Regions from separate parts of the Sus scrofa genome. Here regions 1, 2 and 3 are each linked to region 4. A link is a contact called in public Hi-C, HiChIP or PLAC-seq and promoter capture Hi-C data. All regions are on one chromosome and are shown on one strand. Each heading gives the region's core, a stretch centred on a gene start, on an enhancer-like site or on the middle of the called end of the contact. The rest is flanking DNA. Distances are from core to core; before and after follow the strand shown.

Region 1 (3,576 bases), core at 420-2,919, 73 kb after region 4:
CCTAAACACATCTTTAATGCTTGCCATGTGTGGTAAGAAGTAAATGTCCCTGGCCCCCAGCCTCCTTCCCAGTATTAGGTATTATTGATAATTTTATGTTTTTCTTTCAAGAAATGTTCTCCTTTTTTCAGTATGGCCACTTTTATTTGTTTTTACAGAAAAAAATGGGTCATAATACTACAATTTCGCACCTAGCTTTTTTCTTGTGGAGGTCATTCCACATCAGCATATAGGGACATATCTCATCTTTTAAAAACTCATCCTGTTATATATATGTCAGAGTTTAGTTGGTCACTTCCCTACTGATGGACATCTCAATGACTCAGTTCTATTAGTCTGGCAAAGGATGCTGCAATTGGACAACCTTCTCCATGTTTGCTTTAATACAAGTAGCAGTGACTTCAAGGTATTTTGTGTGTGTGTGTGTTTTGTCTTTTTGTCTTTTCTAGGGCTGCACCCACGGCATATGGAGGTTCCCAGGCTAGGGGTCTAATCAGAGCCATAGCCACCGGCCTACACCACAGCCACAGCAACACACAGGGTCCGAGCCGCATCTGTGACCTACACCACAGCTCAAGGCAATGCCAGATCTTTAACCCACTGCGAGGCCAAGGATCGAACCCACAACCTCATGGTTCCTAGTCGGATTCATTAACTACTGCGCTACGACGGGAACTCCTGACTTAAAGTTTTGATAGAGCCTCCACGTTCCACTCCTACTAGTTTTAAGAATTTAGCTTGTCATTTTCTCCCCTGCTAAAAACCTTCCTCCACAGGCAATGTAATATTAAGAATTTGAGTTCTAACGCCTAGGACCACGAGCCATTCAGCTTCTCTGGGCGTCAATTTTTTTTTTTTTTTTTTGCCTGTAAAGTGAGATATAACCAATCTTAGTCTCAGGGTGGATGTGACAATCCAGACACTGCGTCCATGTGCGTCCATGAAGAGTTGGCTCCATAAGATGTCAGTATTAGAGTACCCAGAGCCCGAACTAAAAGCTTTTAAATGAGGAAACTGAGGCATAAAGACAAGACCTTTGGTCAAGACCCCACAGAGTCAGCGACACAGCCGACTCTGACTCAGTCTGAGCTTCAGCAGCCTCGGGATCCCAGCCCTGGGGCCTGCGCACAGCACGAAGTAGTCAGTCAGGACGTCCTCCCCTACCTAGTCCTCTCCCCTAACTCCCCCCGCCCCTACACACGCACTTTGAGTACGACCCGAGACCCAGGGGCTGCAGTGAGGAGTCATTCCTGGCCAACTAGAGGTAGCTGCTGCCGGGGTCGGTCTTGGCCCCAACCGGGAGCGGCAGGGCGCTCGCGGGCCTTGTACTTTGAGACTCCGTGTCCTCCCTCCCCGGTGGGCCTCAGAGGGTACGCCCTCATAACTCGCCTTTTGAGCCCAGTGAATGTGGTTGAGACGTACGCGTAGACGGCAGACGGGTGCTATATAGCCGTGTTACATGTATGTGTTGCCCGGTTCACACATCTTCGTGTGGAACGTGTGCGATGTGGTGTACAGATGTGGGGGTTCACGGAGTACGATGCTCCTGGTTCCAAGAGAGCCCGCACTTCCGTATGGTACCGTAAGGCATCTATAACAGCCGCCTATCCGGAGTTTGCGCGTGCGTGACTCCGCCTTGGTCCCGCTCTAACCGTGGAAATCCCGCCTTCGCCCCGCCTCCGCCACACTTTACGGCCCGGCACGCCACTTTTGCCGCAGACGCTCCAGCTCCCGCTGCCGCTGCTGCCCCAAGCCGCCGCGGCTGCTGTCGGTGAGGTGAGGTGTGGTGAGGTCAGGTGAAGTTTGTGGGGCCGGTAGCGCTGGCGACTCGGTGGGAGGTGGCGAGCAGGGCCAGGGGGCGCGGTGGGTCACCCGCTACTTTGTCTCTTCAGCTCCGCTGCCATCTGCGCTACGGCAGGGAGGCCGCCTTGGCCCGGCGAGCCGAACCAATGCTGGATCTGGAGGTGGTACCCGAACGCTCTCTGGGGAACGAGCAATGGGAATTCGCGCTGGGTGAGTGGTATCCTCTCTCACGACCCTACTCGCCGATCCTTCCTTCCTTCCTGGCCCTTCCCACCTCTGGCCTCCTCCCCTTACCCTCCTGCGCCCACGGCTCCTCAGCTCTTTGGGCTCCGGGCACTAGACACCCTCTCCTACAGTCCCGACTCAGTAGCCTATCGCACAGCCGGGCCTTGAAGTCCCTTTCTTCCGTCCTCCGCAGGCCTCTCGAGGGGGCAGTGCTACAGTAATAATAACAATAATGGCTGACGCACCCCAAACACTAAACTCAAGGCCAGGCCCTGCTCTCTGGTGTCTAATTATCTCAAGTATGCCTCCGGGGACTTGATGGTAGCTACTATTGTTATTACTATCCTCACTTTGTGGACCGAATAGCTTAGGAGTGACTGACACCGCCACTGTAGTCTGTCTCTTTGCTTTTCTGGGCTGTTGATTGCCTCTCCGGAAGGAGAAACCTAGGCACCTTTACGATCATCAGATGTTGGGGGTCTGGTCAAGAGAGTTGAGGAGAGTTTGTGTGCGTTAAAGGAACTTTTGTCTAGTTTTCTTCTTGTTTTTAATGTGGTCAATATGTGGTGTAATCCTAAACCTAATCCTTAGTGGACAGAGTTAAAAGTTGAATGAGACAGGAGTTTGGGGAAAGTAACATTTAGTTTGTGGGGAATGCAGTTTGGACATTTTGTGGGTTTGGGCCCATTTTTCGCTATCCTTAATGTCACCACTTTAACGTGTACAAGTATTTGCATTCGGTAACCCCAGAGTGTGTTTACTTTTATTTTCCAGCACTAGGGAAAGGGGGTGGAGAGCAGGTGTCTGTGCTGTTTGTACAGGCTTGAACTTTTGTCACACTAATTATGGCTACTGGACTGAGTCAGCTGCTCCATTGGGCTATATCTTATCCTTGAATCTGGAAGACTTATATTTATGGAGATAGAGTAGGTGAGAAACTGCAGAACAGATGTGCTGATAGGACTCTGCCGGTGCTCTGTGTCTCCGTGAACTGAACAAGCCTCCTCTGGGTTGTGGGAGCTGATTTGGTTTATTGAGAATTTTCAGCTAACTTCTCTCAAAACTTATACCTCTCCTCAGAGTTCTTCACAGAATTTTAGCTGGTAGGAAACACTCCAGCTTCTTGTGAAGCACCAAGAACTTGATTGGGAAGCTAGTGATAGCTTAGTTTCCAAGCCCATTTGTTATGCTGATGCTGTTTGGCTTCTAGGTGGGAAAGAACCTTCCCTAACCACAGCTTTGGCTCATACTAGGGTTTCACAGGGCAGAGTGAAAACCACAGCCATCGCTTCAAACTATGCTTGATGGTGCAACTAGGTTGTGGATCTCTGTGGTACAGTCTTGGTCACAGGTAATGATTAGGATGGAATTTCCTGGTGGCTCAGCTAGTGAAGAATCCAGGGTTGTCACTGCTGCAGTTTGGTTTGCACCTATGATGCAGGTTCAGTCCCTGATCCATGAACTTCCATGTGCCATGGACACAGCCCAAAAAAAAGTAATGATTTTAGGGTATCATTTGAGATTTCAAAAAATTGGGTGGGAGAATAA
Region 2 (4,095 bases), core at 397-2,896, 79 kb before region 4:
GAGCGATGCCTCTTCTCCGTCCACCATGATGGAGCGATCATACGTGTGCCCTGGCAAGAGACCGGTAGTCAGGTTACCTGCTGGCTGCCAAAAGCTCCCCCTCCTCCATGCCACCAGGCTTTCTGCTCTGGCCACAACCTCCAACTCCTCCCCAGAGCTCCTCTAACCTTCCCTCCACTGATGACTGCTGTGACAACAGAAGTGACAGGGCTGAAGAATGGTAGGGGGGAGCCGTGGAGGGCATGGTGTGCCTGACCTTGCCCCTGGATATCCCTTCTCCAAGGTGGCAATGTCCCCAGGGGGCCGCTCCTGTGTTGCCTGACCTCCTGCTGCCTGGGACCCCGGGTGGTTCTGACCACAACGACCTGAGTTAGAACAAGTGTCCCCTGGGGACCTTGGTTACCTAGGACTCCTCTCCTAGAAACTCCTCTGGCTGTGTTCTTGCTGGTCCTGGCAGGGAGGGATGTTCTGTTTCCATCCTACAGAGTAATCACACCTATGCTCTGAACCTTCTACTTGAGGCATTTCCTAACTAAAGGCTGGGGGGTACCTTCTTCCACTGTCCCCATCTGAAATGGGTAGGTGGAGGCAGCTTCTCAAAGCGCCTTCAGAATCCCTTTGGTGGGAGTTCCTGTCATGGCTCATCCATAATGAACCTGAGGAGATGGGTTCGATCCCTGGCCTCTCTCAGTGGGCTAAGAATCCTGCATTGCTGTGAGCTGTGATATAGGTCGGATCCTGTGTTGATGTGGCTGTGGTGTAGGCCAGCAGTTGTAGCTCCGATTTGTTTGACCCCTAGCCTGGGAACTTCACATGCCGCAAGTGCGGCCCTCAAAAAAAAAAAAAAGTCCCTTTGGTATTTGCTGCTTCAATCCTGATCAGTCCTTTAGCCCTCGGCCCTAACCCGGCCTCCCCTCCCCTGGAGTCCCAGCCCCTCACCTGCAGCCTCCGCCTCAGGCCCATCCTCTACTCCACCGAAGATGCGCGCCAGAGCGCTCTTGCCGACACCAGGGGCCCCCAGCAGCAGCACTTTGTAAACGCTCTCGTCTGAATCGCTGCCTCCGGAGCTGAGCGAGTCAGAGGAGCCCTCGGGCCAGTCCAGCCTCGGACCCTGGGCCGCGGTCCCGGCCTCGGCCGTTGCCAGAGCGCCCGGAGCCAGCGCCGCCTGCAGGTCGCGCTCGTCCACCGGCATGCTTCGGCGGTGCAGCGGGGGCGCCGGGCCCCAGGGTGTGCTGCCCCGACGGCGCTCGCGCTCCCGGCCCCCGCCGCGGCTCCCGCCGGCTCCGCTGCCGCCGCCATTCAGAGTCATCGTCTCGGACGCCGTCTGGGCAACGGGAATCGGGATGGCCGCGTAAGCCGCGGTGGAAATGGAGCCTGGACCCGACCCGGCTCAGCAAGATGATTGGGTTCAAGGACCTGTGACCCCTCCTCCTGACTCATCCATCCCAGACGGTGCGACCCCCCCCACCCCGCCCTGCCAGGACCCTCACCCACTCACGCACGGACACGGTCAGGACTAGGTAGGTCGGATACAATCCACTCACAGCCCCAGGCGCGGACCCTCGACGCTGCCGCAGCCGCCGCCGCCTTCTCAGTCCACACTGGGTCTGGCCGCCAGAGACGCCTATTTAAGCCTCTGCCCGCCCCCGCCCCCGCCCCCGCGCTCGCCCCCGTCCACGCGGTGCGGGGGTGACGTGTCTGCCCCCCTCCCCCCAGGGGAATCCCCCACCCCCACCCTCCTCCCAGGGCCTCGCACCCACTCAGACCCCGCCCCGCCCGCCCAGCAGACTCCGCCACCGACGCCCCGCCCGACTCCGCAGACAAAAGAGCCCGAGTGTGTGTATGGGGAGGGGGGCCGGGAAGGAGCGAGAGGGAGGGGGAGTGTATGAATGGTGCGGAGGAGTTGGGGGGGTTCACGGGTGGGGACAAGGGGGTGGGGGACCAGCCAAGTGCGTCAAGACCCCTCTAGGGAAGAAGGAGGTCTCGTCCTTTAAAAGTGAATTCTCCTTTCCCTCCCGCCTGTTGCCTGAGCAAGCAGACCAGTTACAGGTGGGACAGACTTCATCCTTCTCTGCCCATTCCCCGCTGGCCCATATCTGAGCAAGACATTAGAGGTCCTAAATCCGGGCTTCTAGCCTCCACCCCAGGTCCTTCCCACTGTCCTCCCTGCCCTTGGGAGTTGAAGATTTTACCTGATGGCCCTGCCCTTCAGGATAAGGGTTAGTGTCACCTGAACCCCTAGGACACTTGGAGAGCTGTTTGGAGGAGGTGGGCGGGGAAGGGCGGCCCTCTTGGCAGTGTGCTGCAGGTAAAGGTGCAAGCTTGAATCCTGGGGAGGGAGTACAGGCCCTGAGAAGGAAAAGGATGAACTCAGCACCACCTCCCCCACCTCCATACCCTCCAGGCAGCTGCCAGCAACTCTGCTAAAAATACCTGGCCCTGGTCGTTCAGCTCCTGGGCTGGAGGTTGCCCAAAGTTGGGGAGATCCTGGCAGACAGGTGTCAGATGCCAGCAGAAGCGGATAGGGGTGGAACTGGACCAGGGTCAGGTCTGGCTCCAGCCACTCTGAGTCCTCAATGTTCCTTCCCTCCCTTTAGCCTTAGACTGGGGCTGCTGTTCTAGGCACTTCCAGGATCTGGAGGTTCAGACTCCCATCCAGGAGGGGCACCATTGTAGAGTAGGTGGGTAGGGGTGGGTTAGCTACCACTGCTCAGAGAAATCAGTCCCTCCTCAGACCTAGGGAGGGTGCCGGGGCGCAGAGGGGAGGCTTGGTTTCCAGTCCTGAATCTGCCTTCAGGCTCCTAGGTCTTGCCTCCCTCCCAGCCTCAGGGTGCCCAGCCACAAGCTGCCTTGCTCACATTTAGGGTGTGTGACGATTGAGGGCACGCAAGCTGTGAGGCGCTTTGGGACAGGTACTTGCTATCAGTCTGACGTTTATTTGTGATGAGTCTGGTGGGGGTGAGGGGTACCCATTCAGGGCTCAGGTGACATCAGGGATGGATGGATCCTAGTGGGCCTCTAGGTTGTCATGGAAACCTGGGTCAAGGCTCTCTGGCTGCTGTGTCTGTTTCCTTGGCAACATCTGAGAGGGCCTTGGAATGAGGAGGGCCTGGTTAGGTAAGTTTTAGGGGTTCATGCAGGCCCCTCTGGTTCTTTAAGTCCCAAGAGTAGGCAAGGCCTGGACTGGGGGATGGTCTGTCCATTTGTGTTCTTTACATGCCCTGGGTGGGGGTAGGGGATTGGGGAGTGGGGGGGTGGCTTGGAGGCCTAGGCAACTCCGTGCTGGTTCTAGCTTCCTGGATGAGGTCCAGTGGGAAGAGGGAGTCATGGGTAGAGCCTCCTGTCAAAGAACAAAAGCCTCAAGAGCCATTAAACCGCTTGCGAGCAGGAATCCTGGCCCCTCCTAACCACCTTACACATGACCTTGTCGCTTACAAGAGCCCCTGGATGATCAGCAGAGGGTGGGTGTGGGGGGTGGTTGTGGTCTTCCCAAGCGGGGAGCCATGCAAGGAATTAGGGCTGGGTTTCCCCTCTGATAATCTAAGCTCTTGACCTCAGCATGTTTCCTCATTGCCAGGGGAACTGTATCCACATTGGGCCACTCAGGCCCCAAGCATTCCCTGACAGGCCAGACACTCCACAAGCTTCCGTGTGGCCAGGGGCCCTGGGGAACTATACCAGGACGTGACCTTGAGATTGGGAATTGTCTTCCCAATCCCCGGTCTTCTCAGTTCTGTGGGCTGAACTTGGCTGCCCAGAAGGAGCAAACTGAGGCTGAAACACCCGATTTTCAAATCCCAGCTCTGCACCTTGCTTGCTGTTGCACCTCTGTGCATTTAGGTTGGCTGAGCCTCAGTTCCCTCTTGTGTAGAACAGGGACGATGTCTTCCTGGGGGTTGTTATAAGATATACAGCACGTGAAATGCAGAGGGAAAGTGGTTGCCACATGTCTGGCATATGGTTGAACTCAATATGAACACTTATTATAACCCTTGGTGGGACAGGACAGGCTGAATGAATTTGGGGGCCCTCTCCTGCTTCCTTTTTCCTGCTCCTGCTCCATTCTCTCCAGCACAGTGGTCTGCCCAGGAGAAG
Region 3 (3,686 bases), core at 1,185-3,684, 130 kb after region 4:
GGCCGCGACGTCCTGGACGCCGTGCACGCCCTCTGTGGGGCAGCCCGCGCGCTGCGCCACCTCGACCTGCGGCGATTGCCCTTCACACTTAGCGACACGCTGGTACTGCAGGTGGCACACGGCTGCCGCGAGCTCCGCAGCCTCTTTCTCGATAATGGTACGCTAGTGGGCAGCGTGAGGCCCAGCTCCGTGCTCGAGCTGGTAGAGCCTGCCGGTGCCTGCGCGCCCTCGGCCTGCACTTGGCTAGCCTGTCGAGTACCGCGCTCGAGGCACTAGCGGCACCAGACCGCGCGCCTTTCGAGCTCCTGGCCGTGCGGTGCGCGTGCCCCGAAGACGTACGCGCGCCCCCCCTGCCAAGCGAAGCCTGGGTGGCGCTGCGCCGCCGCCATCCTTGGTTGGCCGTAGAGCTGGAGCTGGAGCCGGCGCTGCCTGCCGAGAGCGTGACGCGCATCCTGCAGCCTGCTCTGCCTGTGGCTGCGCTGCGTCTCTGCCTCTCTGGGGACACCGTTGGGCCGCTGCGTTTCGCAGCGCGCCACTACGCCACAACCTTGCGCTTGCTCGAGGTGCGCGCCGCCGCCTCAGCAGAGCTCGACGCCGCGCTGGAGGAGGTGGCGGCGCGCTGCACCGGCCTGCGCGAAGTGCACTGCTTCTGCTTGGTGCGACCTTCTGTACTGCACGCCTTCCGCGCGCACTGCTCGCGCCTGCGCAGCTACACGCTCAAACTTACGCGGGAGCCACATCCCTGGCGGCCCACGCTTGTGGCGTGATAGGATAAATCCTTTCACCCCGCGCCGACGTGTGGCCTCTGAGACGCTTCGTGGGTTTGCCCCGGGGCACGCCAGCTGCTATCCCGCTCCCTTAGGACTCTGAGGATAGGAGCCTTTGGGGTGGCATCAGTACTAAGCAGGCGCGCCCTGAGTCCACTCAATTGCTCCCAACATCTGCAGACACCCATTGTTTCCGCGGTACCGGGATCACCCTCTTCAAACCCCAGTCCCCTGCAAATGTTGCGCTAGCTTGGCGGCCCCGGCATGGGGGAGGGAGGGCACTGACACAGTGGTGCCTCAGGGATGAGTGTGAAATAAACAAATCAAGCATTGTCTCCGCGTCCTGTGAAAGGCAGGGTTGGCTCTGAAGTGGGAGGGCAGCGAACCGCCTGAGGCCGGAGGAAAGGGTCCCGCTAGTGCTGGGAGAGTTCCAGACCTCAAAGTCCCTTTCTACTGATGCTGCTGCCTGGGTCAGGGGCGGGGCACTCGCAGTTTTGGAAAGACCACAGCCCCTGGGTTCGGCGGGAGGTGGGCCAGTTACTCCTTTCGCCCCCTCCCCCCCAACCCGGCTCCTATCAGCCTCTCGACCCGAGGCTTCACTGTGTCCACGTCATTGCCTTATGGGACGGTGCCAGCCCACACCAGGCTGCGCACTGGCGATTTCTCCCGAAGAACAAATGAGGAAACAGCAGGCCTGAGAGGATGGAACTCGAACCCACATCTTACCCCCAACATACACTTAACCGATCCTCCACTGCCCTTTCAGTCGGCTAGTGCTGCGGCCTCGGTCAGAGCCCCGCCCCACGGGTTAGCACGTGGCCCCCACCTGACCCCGCGCCCGGGAGGCGGAGTAGGGCGGGGCGGGCGGCAAACGCAGCACTTTCCGCGGCTTTGACAAGCCTGCGGCGGCCGGCCCGAGCGCTTAACGGGGCCGAGACTGCGCCATGCAGGAAGCGCCAGCCGCGCTGCCCACGGAGCCGGGCCCCAGCCCCGTGCCTGCCTTCCTCGGCAAGCTATGGGCGCTGGTGGGCGACCCGGGTACCGACCACCTGATCCGCTGGAGCCCGGTGAGGGCCGGGGCCCCTTGACTTCCTTAGTGGTCGCTGGGATCCCTCCACGTCGGGGAACGTCCGCGCTCACCCAAACCCTGCCTGGGACTGGGCTGTGGGTCCCTTGATTCAGCCGTCCAGGGTATGCGACGGTTTGGAGGGGGTGTTCGAGATGGAGGTGAGGCGACTTCCTCCGGGCAGAGGAAAGAGTAGGAGCCCTCTGGAGACCTAGAACCCGAAGGTCATTTCGTTCCCACTCTACCCTATCAGACAGATCGAAAGACAGCCCAGGAGAAGGGAAGGGCTGGGTCTGGTTCCAGCTCAGAGTCACATCCTGGGTTGGGGAGCCGTTAGGGCTGAAACCCAGGTCTGGCCTCCATTCCTTCTTTCAGAGAACCGAGTATGTAGTATAGGTGGGCCGGGATAAATCATTGTGGTCGCCCATGGATAGGTCTCAGAGCTGGTTCTGGCCTTGTCCCATGTCCCCGTGGACAGTCTGGGTACCCAGAGTGAGTGTGCGCGCGCGCCAGAGCGCTGGCTTGGCCGTGGGCGGGCTCGACTCATGGTGTCGTCCGGTCTCCGCCCGCACGGTGGGTGGGCGGGCGACGCTCTCTGCAGAGCGGGACCAGTTTCCTCGTGAGCGACCAGAGCCGCTTCGCCAAGGAAGTGCTACCCCAATACTTCAAGCACAGCAACATGGCCAGCTTTGTGCGGCAACTCAATATGTGTGAGTCCCCAGGGCCACGGCGGGAAGCAGGCGTGGGTGACTTGGTGCGCGGGGACGGGGCCATTTATGGCCCGGCGCCCCACACTCCTAGACGGTTTTCGGAAGGTGGTGAGCATCGAGCAGGGCGGCCTGCTCAGGCCAGAACGAGACCACGTCGAGTTCCAGCATCCGAGCTTCGTACGCGGCCGCGAGCAACTACTGGAACGCGTGCGGCGCAAGGTGGGGGCGGCCTGCAGGAACTAGCAAACCTGGGTGGAGATGGGACAGATGTTCCATGCGACTCTGACCTGCGGGTGCTTTCGCAGGTGCCGGCGCTGCGCAGCGACGACGGCCGCTGGCGCCCTGAGGACCTGGGCCGGCTGCTGGGCGAGGTGCAGGCTTTTCGGGGAGTGCAGGAGAGCACCGAGGCGCGGCTGCGGGAGCTCAGGCAGTGCGGGGGAGGGGGCAGAGGAGATGGGAGGATGGGGGAAGGGGAGGATCTGGGCGAAAGGACACTGGCCTTCAAGAGTTTCTGGGCAGCTCTTTTTTTCTCTCTGGCCTTGGCTCCTCCATCCAGACCAATGGGCTGTGGAAGGAAGTCTGTTGTCTATGGATGGTTGATTATCTGAGTGGGCGGCCGGTTCAGGCCTGCCATTCTGGGGGCGGGGGCTGGTGGTAACTGGGTGAACTCTCAGATGCCTCAGCACCCTCCCACGCCTTTCCCCCAGGCAGAACGAGATCTTATGGAGGGAGGTGGTGACGCTGCGGCAGAGCCACGGTCAGCAACACCGCGTCATTGGCAAGGTGTTTGTCTCCCCCACCCTGCTATTACCACTCCGGAATATCCCCCCATCCACCTAGTCCTGGAAAGCGCCTGGAAGTGCCCTGTGAGGGTGGGGGCAGAAAGTCCAAAGTGTGAGTTAACTCTTTGCTTCTTCTTCAGCTGATCCAGTGCCTCTTTGGGCCACTTCAGGCAGGATCGAGCTGTCCAGGAGCTAAGAGAAAGCTGTGAGTGAGAAATCCCTCACCCCTTCCAGGACCCTCCCCGCCTCCCTTCTACCCCCAACTGTACCACCAAAACCCCCACTCTCAGATCTTGAAGTTCCAGGGCCTTAACCCCATCCTTCCACCCATCATCCCCTTCCCCCTCACCCTAAAGCATTC
Region 4 (4,140 bases), core at 1,562-4,061:
CAGGGATCGAACCCACAAGCTCGTGGTTCCTAGTTGGATTCATTTCCCCTGTTCCATGACGGGAACTCCATGAGTTCTTGAATAAAAGTTGGGAACCAAAAAAAAAAGTTGGGGTTCCCTGGTGGCTCAGCTGGTTAAGGATCCAGCACTGTCACTGCTGTGGCTTGGGTCACTGTTGTGGTGCAGGTTTGATCCCTGGCCTGGGAACTTCTGCATGCTACGGGTGCAGCCAAAAAATAAAATAATAAAACACTAGGGAAAAAAAGTTCATGGTGTCTGTCTGAGTGTCTAGGCCACTCTAGTAATATTTCAACTTTTATTTATTCTACATTTCCCAGGCCAGAAATAATTATTGCTAGAGTCCAAACTCCAAGGTCAGCTACAGGTCCACGAGGCCTACCTGGACCCATTGTGGAGTAAGAGTGTTTCTTTGTGAATCATCTATTAGAGACAGAAATGAAAGAGTGTACACAATGTTTACCTAAACAGAACGTGGTTGTGTGGAATGCTATAACATGGGATGCTGTTTTTTTTCCTACTGTAGAAGCCAACAGCTGAAACTCTGCTCCTCTGACCACAGTACTTGACTGGGAGCAAACTCATCATCTTCCCCTCATTTAAATAATGGCAGTGTTGTCTTAGTGCCCAAAGGTCTTCTTAGCTGAACTGGGAAGACAGGGAAGAGGCAACAGATGGATAAACTTTTCTTTCTTGTGGGTGACTTAGTTCTGCCTTTGTAACTTGGTGTAGGAGCTGCCTCAGTTACTTACCTCTCAACACAAAGTGCACGTTTTGAGGCTAGTTTTGTCTGCACTTTGTGCTGGTGTGAAGTTTCCCTCTTCAGTTTCACCAGAACTTTTAGAAAGAGAAATTCAAATGGCACCTTTTGCCAGATGTAGCTGAGGCAAATGGTTCAGTGTACTCTCCCTCCCTCCTTTTGGGAAAACTGCTTTCTTCTTGTGAGCCACCCAGGAAGTCCAAAACTGCTCTCTTCTTCTTTCAACCATTGGCTTCTCTCTGAAGCTGCCAATCTCAGGCTCCCAACCTGTGATGAGAGAGCATGTGACATAAACTGGCCAGTATCATCACATCTGTCTAGACATGATAATTTGGCAGAGGGGAGAGTTTGTGACTCAGATTGGACCAATCTGGGAGATTGAGACTTGGGAGATGGAGAAGTGGCTGCTCCCATCCTTTGCCAGGAAATAAATGCCATCAAAGAGGCTCCAATAGACTTGAGCAGTAAGAAGAAACGAAGAAATAAAAGAGTCCCTCTCTGTGATATGTTTACTTAATACTGACACTTTGTAGTTTCAAGGTTTTTTTTTTTTTTTTTTTTAATTGGTTTTCTGTCACTTGCAACTGAAAGACACCTGAAAGAAATATTCTGAGATGGCTGGAGGCCCAACAATAGTGGTCGGTGACATCCATATTTATGTATATAATTTCTGTTTGTATAAATACACGCATTCACACAGCTTGGTGTAGGCTGGAGAGCATGCCCTTGGAAGGAGTTGATTCTATGTCTGCCTTTCAGAAAGAGTACGTTTGTTAAAACCACCAGCCTACACATTTGACTTTGCTGAAAACTCCCTCCCTAACCTTGGGTAATCAATCACTAACTGGACTTCAGTTACAGTGACCAACCAATCCAGTTTGCCAGCGACTGAGTGGTTTCCTGGGACACGGGACTTTTATTGCTAAAACCGGGATATTCCATCAACCTAGCTCAGTTCCATATCGATGAAAATGAGATTGGACCAGACAGTGGTGGGAAATTCTGCCAAACCCTGCATTCTGGCAGACATTGCCAAATGCCCTTGGCACTAATTCTTGTGAGTTTGAATATATCCTTACAATCCTTTGCAACAAGGCCAGCTACTGTCATTCATAGTCGGCACCAGTTTACCAGTTTACCATCCTTGGACTGAGTTTTTGACAAGCTGGGATTTTAAGGATAGAATCTATTGGGGACCAACTTCGAGTCAAGCTCTGCCATGAATCCCATGTCACACTCTCTCCAGCTTGCGCTCAATGACTTCCCTGGAACTTGTGGATCTTGTTTTTTAGGATTTGATTGCACATTTGTGTAAATATATGGACTGGCACTGGATTGTATAATTCAGCTTGTTCTTTAGAAATGTAAATTTATTGAGTGCACATCATGTGCTAGAACTATACAAAGGTTATCACTCTAACACTGTGAGCTTGTGAGTGTCTGCGTTTTGGAAACAAGCACACTGAGGCTTAGCCCCAGTGCCTGTGGAAGGGCCCCAGCCCGCAGGCAGTGAAGGTGAGCGAGATCCCTTTTGAGTCCCTTCTGACTCAACAGCTCTGACCTTTCCACCATGATGTGGATTCATTCGGATTCTTTCGTCTCTTCCACCTTTAGCCTTTGATGTGCACAGCCCACACCCATCCAGGTCGGTTTTCAGACGCAAAGTCTGCAAGGACTTAAGTTTCCTCGCCTTCACGTGACAGTCTGGGGCTACTCCGCGCTGCCGGGGAGCCCAAAAGTTCCAGACAGTGGAAAGAAAGGACTCGCGCAGGCCGCTTCCTGTCTCCTAGAACCGAGCAGACCCCCACAGGGTGATTCCACACAAAGTGGCCCGCGGGCGGGCCTGAGGGCGAGGGCCGCGCGGCAGGAGGAGCTCGGTTTCACTGCCGCCCTTGGGCGCCGCCAGCCGGAGGGCGGCGCATGCGCGGCGCGGATCGCGGAGTTGTGAATGGTGCGTTTTGTTTGCCGGAGTTTGGGGCGGGCGGGCGCGCGAGGAGGAGGGGTGGGGCCGGCGGGGGCGGAGCGGGAGGGCTAGCGAGGTGGGCGGCGAGAGGAAGTGGCTGCGGCGGCGGCGGCGGCGGCCGGGGGCGGCGAGTGCTGGGACCGCGCGGGCGGTAGGCAACGGCTGAGGCGGCGGCAGCGGTGCAGCGGCGTGGGTTGGGCTCGAGCGGGCAGCGGCACCTCAGACTCCCGGGAGCGGGAGCCCACGCGGGCGGGCGCCTGAAACAAAGGGAAGCGAGAGTCAGGGCGCCGCGGGTGGGCGGTCAGTCGGTCAGCGCGTAGCCGGCCAGCGGGTGCCCGCGCAAGCCCGGAGCCCGGCCGGCCGGCACGGCCTCAGGGCGGGAAGATGCCGCGTGTCGTGCCTGACCAGAGAAGCAAGTTCGAGAACGAGGAGTTCTTCAGGAAGCTGAGCCGCGAATGTGAGGTGAGGCAGGCGGGCGGGCGGCGGGGAGGCCGCGGCGCGCCCCGAGTGGGCCCGGGCGGAGAAAAGTTTGGGCTGCGCGGCCCGCGGAGGAGCAATCTCGCCCGGGCAGCCGTCTGCCCGCAGACTCTGCTTGCCCTTATCGGCGCCGCGCGGGGCGGGCGGCGTCGCGGATTTGGCTCCTGATTTCGGGCCGTCTCTGCCTTGCAGATTAAGTACACGGGCTTCAGGGACCGGCCCCACGAGGAGCGCCAGGCGCGCTTCCAGAACGCCTGCCGCGACGGCCGCTCGGAAATCGTAAGTCCGCTGGGCAGGGGCGCGGGGAGCGGGGCGCGAGGCGCGCTCAGGGCACTTGTTGCGCGGGGGCCGCCGGGGCCCAGGCGGGTTCCGCGCGGCGCCGCGGACGCCGCGGCTCCCGGAACTGAGCGGGCGCCGTCTCACTTCCTACTCGGGATTCAAAATGCGAAACCAGACACTGGCGGGCCGCGTCCTCGCGGGGAGACGCTTCCCTGTGGCCCTCGGTGGGCGGAATCTGTTTCCCAGACACGGCTCCGCACACACCGTGCGGTGAGTGGAACTCGAACCGGAGCCCAACTAAACAGGGCAAGGCCGCTGTAAGGGCTGTGTCACTGCTTAAAGGGTCAGGGTGTTATTAGTAGGAAGAAAACAGCCGTACGGAAAAAGAATTGGGCTTCGTTCAAGGTTCTAGTTCTTGGGCGTTAGTTTGTCTCTAAGACGCTAGATTTTTAGTAAATCTGTATGTGGAGCTGTCCCACTTTCAGGATAGCTGAGAGTAAATGAGAGTAAATCCAATTATCTGTTGTCCTAATAGAGGGAAAAAAAGTCCTCAAGAACGTGTCATTCTCTTCCTCGAATGTTAAGCCTCAGGAGACCCGGAAAGAAACCATTGGGTTTTTTCCAAAGCTAAAAAAACTCCCGT

Evidence for each region. Promoter capture Hi-C pulls out the DNA fragments that hold promoters and counts their contacts. Hi-C and Micro-C count contacts between places; a contact is called where the count stands out from the background. HiChIP or PLAC-seq counts read pairs in DNA pulled down with a chosen protein or histone mark.
Region 1: a contact with region 4 is called in an H3K27ac HiChIP or PLAC-seq map of alveolar macrophages. The contact joins the promoter of C6H16orf70 here to the promoter of CBFB in region 4. A contact is called at or near these places in 1 of 5 promoter capture datasets (liver), 13 of 47 Hi-C or Micro-C datasets (alveolar macrophages, embryonic fibroblasts, liver and 6 more) and 2 of 2 datasets of contacts at active chromatin or transcription factors (alveolar macrophages and skeletal muscle).
Region 2: a contact with region 4 is called in a Hi-C map of spleen, with 2.3 times the contacts expected there. The contact joins the promoter of RRAD here to the promoter of CBFB in region 4. A contact is called at or near these places in 2 of 47 Hi-C or Micro-C datasets (liver and spleen) and 1 of 2 datasets of contacts at active chromatin or transcription factors (skeletal muscle).
Region 3: a promoter capture Hi-C map of liver shows a contact between it and region 4, with 1.9 times the contacts expected there. The contact joins the promoter of LOC100523672 here to the promoter of CBFB in region 4. A contact is called at or near these places in 2 of 5 promoter capture datasets (both in liver), 9 of 47 Hi-C or Micro-C datasets (alveolar macrophages, blood, embryonic fibroblasts and 4 more) and 2 of 2 datasets of contacts at active chromatin or transcription factors (alveolar macrophages and skeletal muscle).

Annotation. Positions count from the first base shown.
Region 1 is chr6:27,755,907-27,759,482 of Sscrofa11.1, forward strand. It overlaps C6H16orf70 (UPF0183 protein C16orf70 homolog), which reads left to right and starts at 1,670. Exons shown (of 17, transcript XM_021094040.1): 1 at 1,670-1,776; 2 at 1,893-2,013. The coding sequence starts at 1,950.
Region 2 is chr6:27,603,481-27,607,575 of Sscrofa11.1, forward strand. It overlaps RRAD (GTP-binding protein RAD), which reads right to left and starts at 1,647. Exons shown (of 5, transcript XM_021094029.1): 1 at 1,545-1,647; 2 at 940-1,324; 3 at 1-50. The coding sequence starts at 1,309.
Region 3 is chr6:27,807,022-27,810,707 of Sscrofa11.1, forward strand. LOC100523672 (heat shock factor protein 4) reads left to right here and starts at 2,435. Exons shown (of 13, transcript XM_013998232.2): 1 at 2,435-2,543; 2 at 2,635-2,762; 3 at 2,849-3,326; 4 at 3,466-3,530. FBXL8 (F-box/LRR-repeat protein 8) reads left to right here. Exons shown (of 15, transcript XM_021094046.1): 3 at 1-205; 4 at 208-1,834; 5 at 2,435-2,543; 6 at 2,635-2,762; 7 at 2,849-3,326; 8 at 3,466-3,530. The coding sequence ends at 767.
Region 4 is chr6:27,681,509-27,685,648 of Sscrofa11.1, forward strand. It overlaps CBFB (core-binding factor subunit beta), which reads left to right and starts at 2,812. Exons shown (of 6, transcript XM_021094056.1): 1 at 2,812-3,203; 2 at 3,411-3,497. The coding sequence starts at 3,126.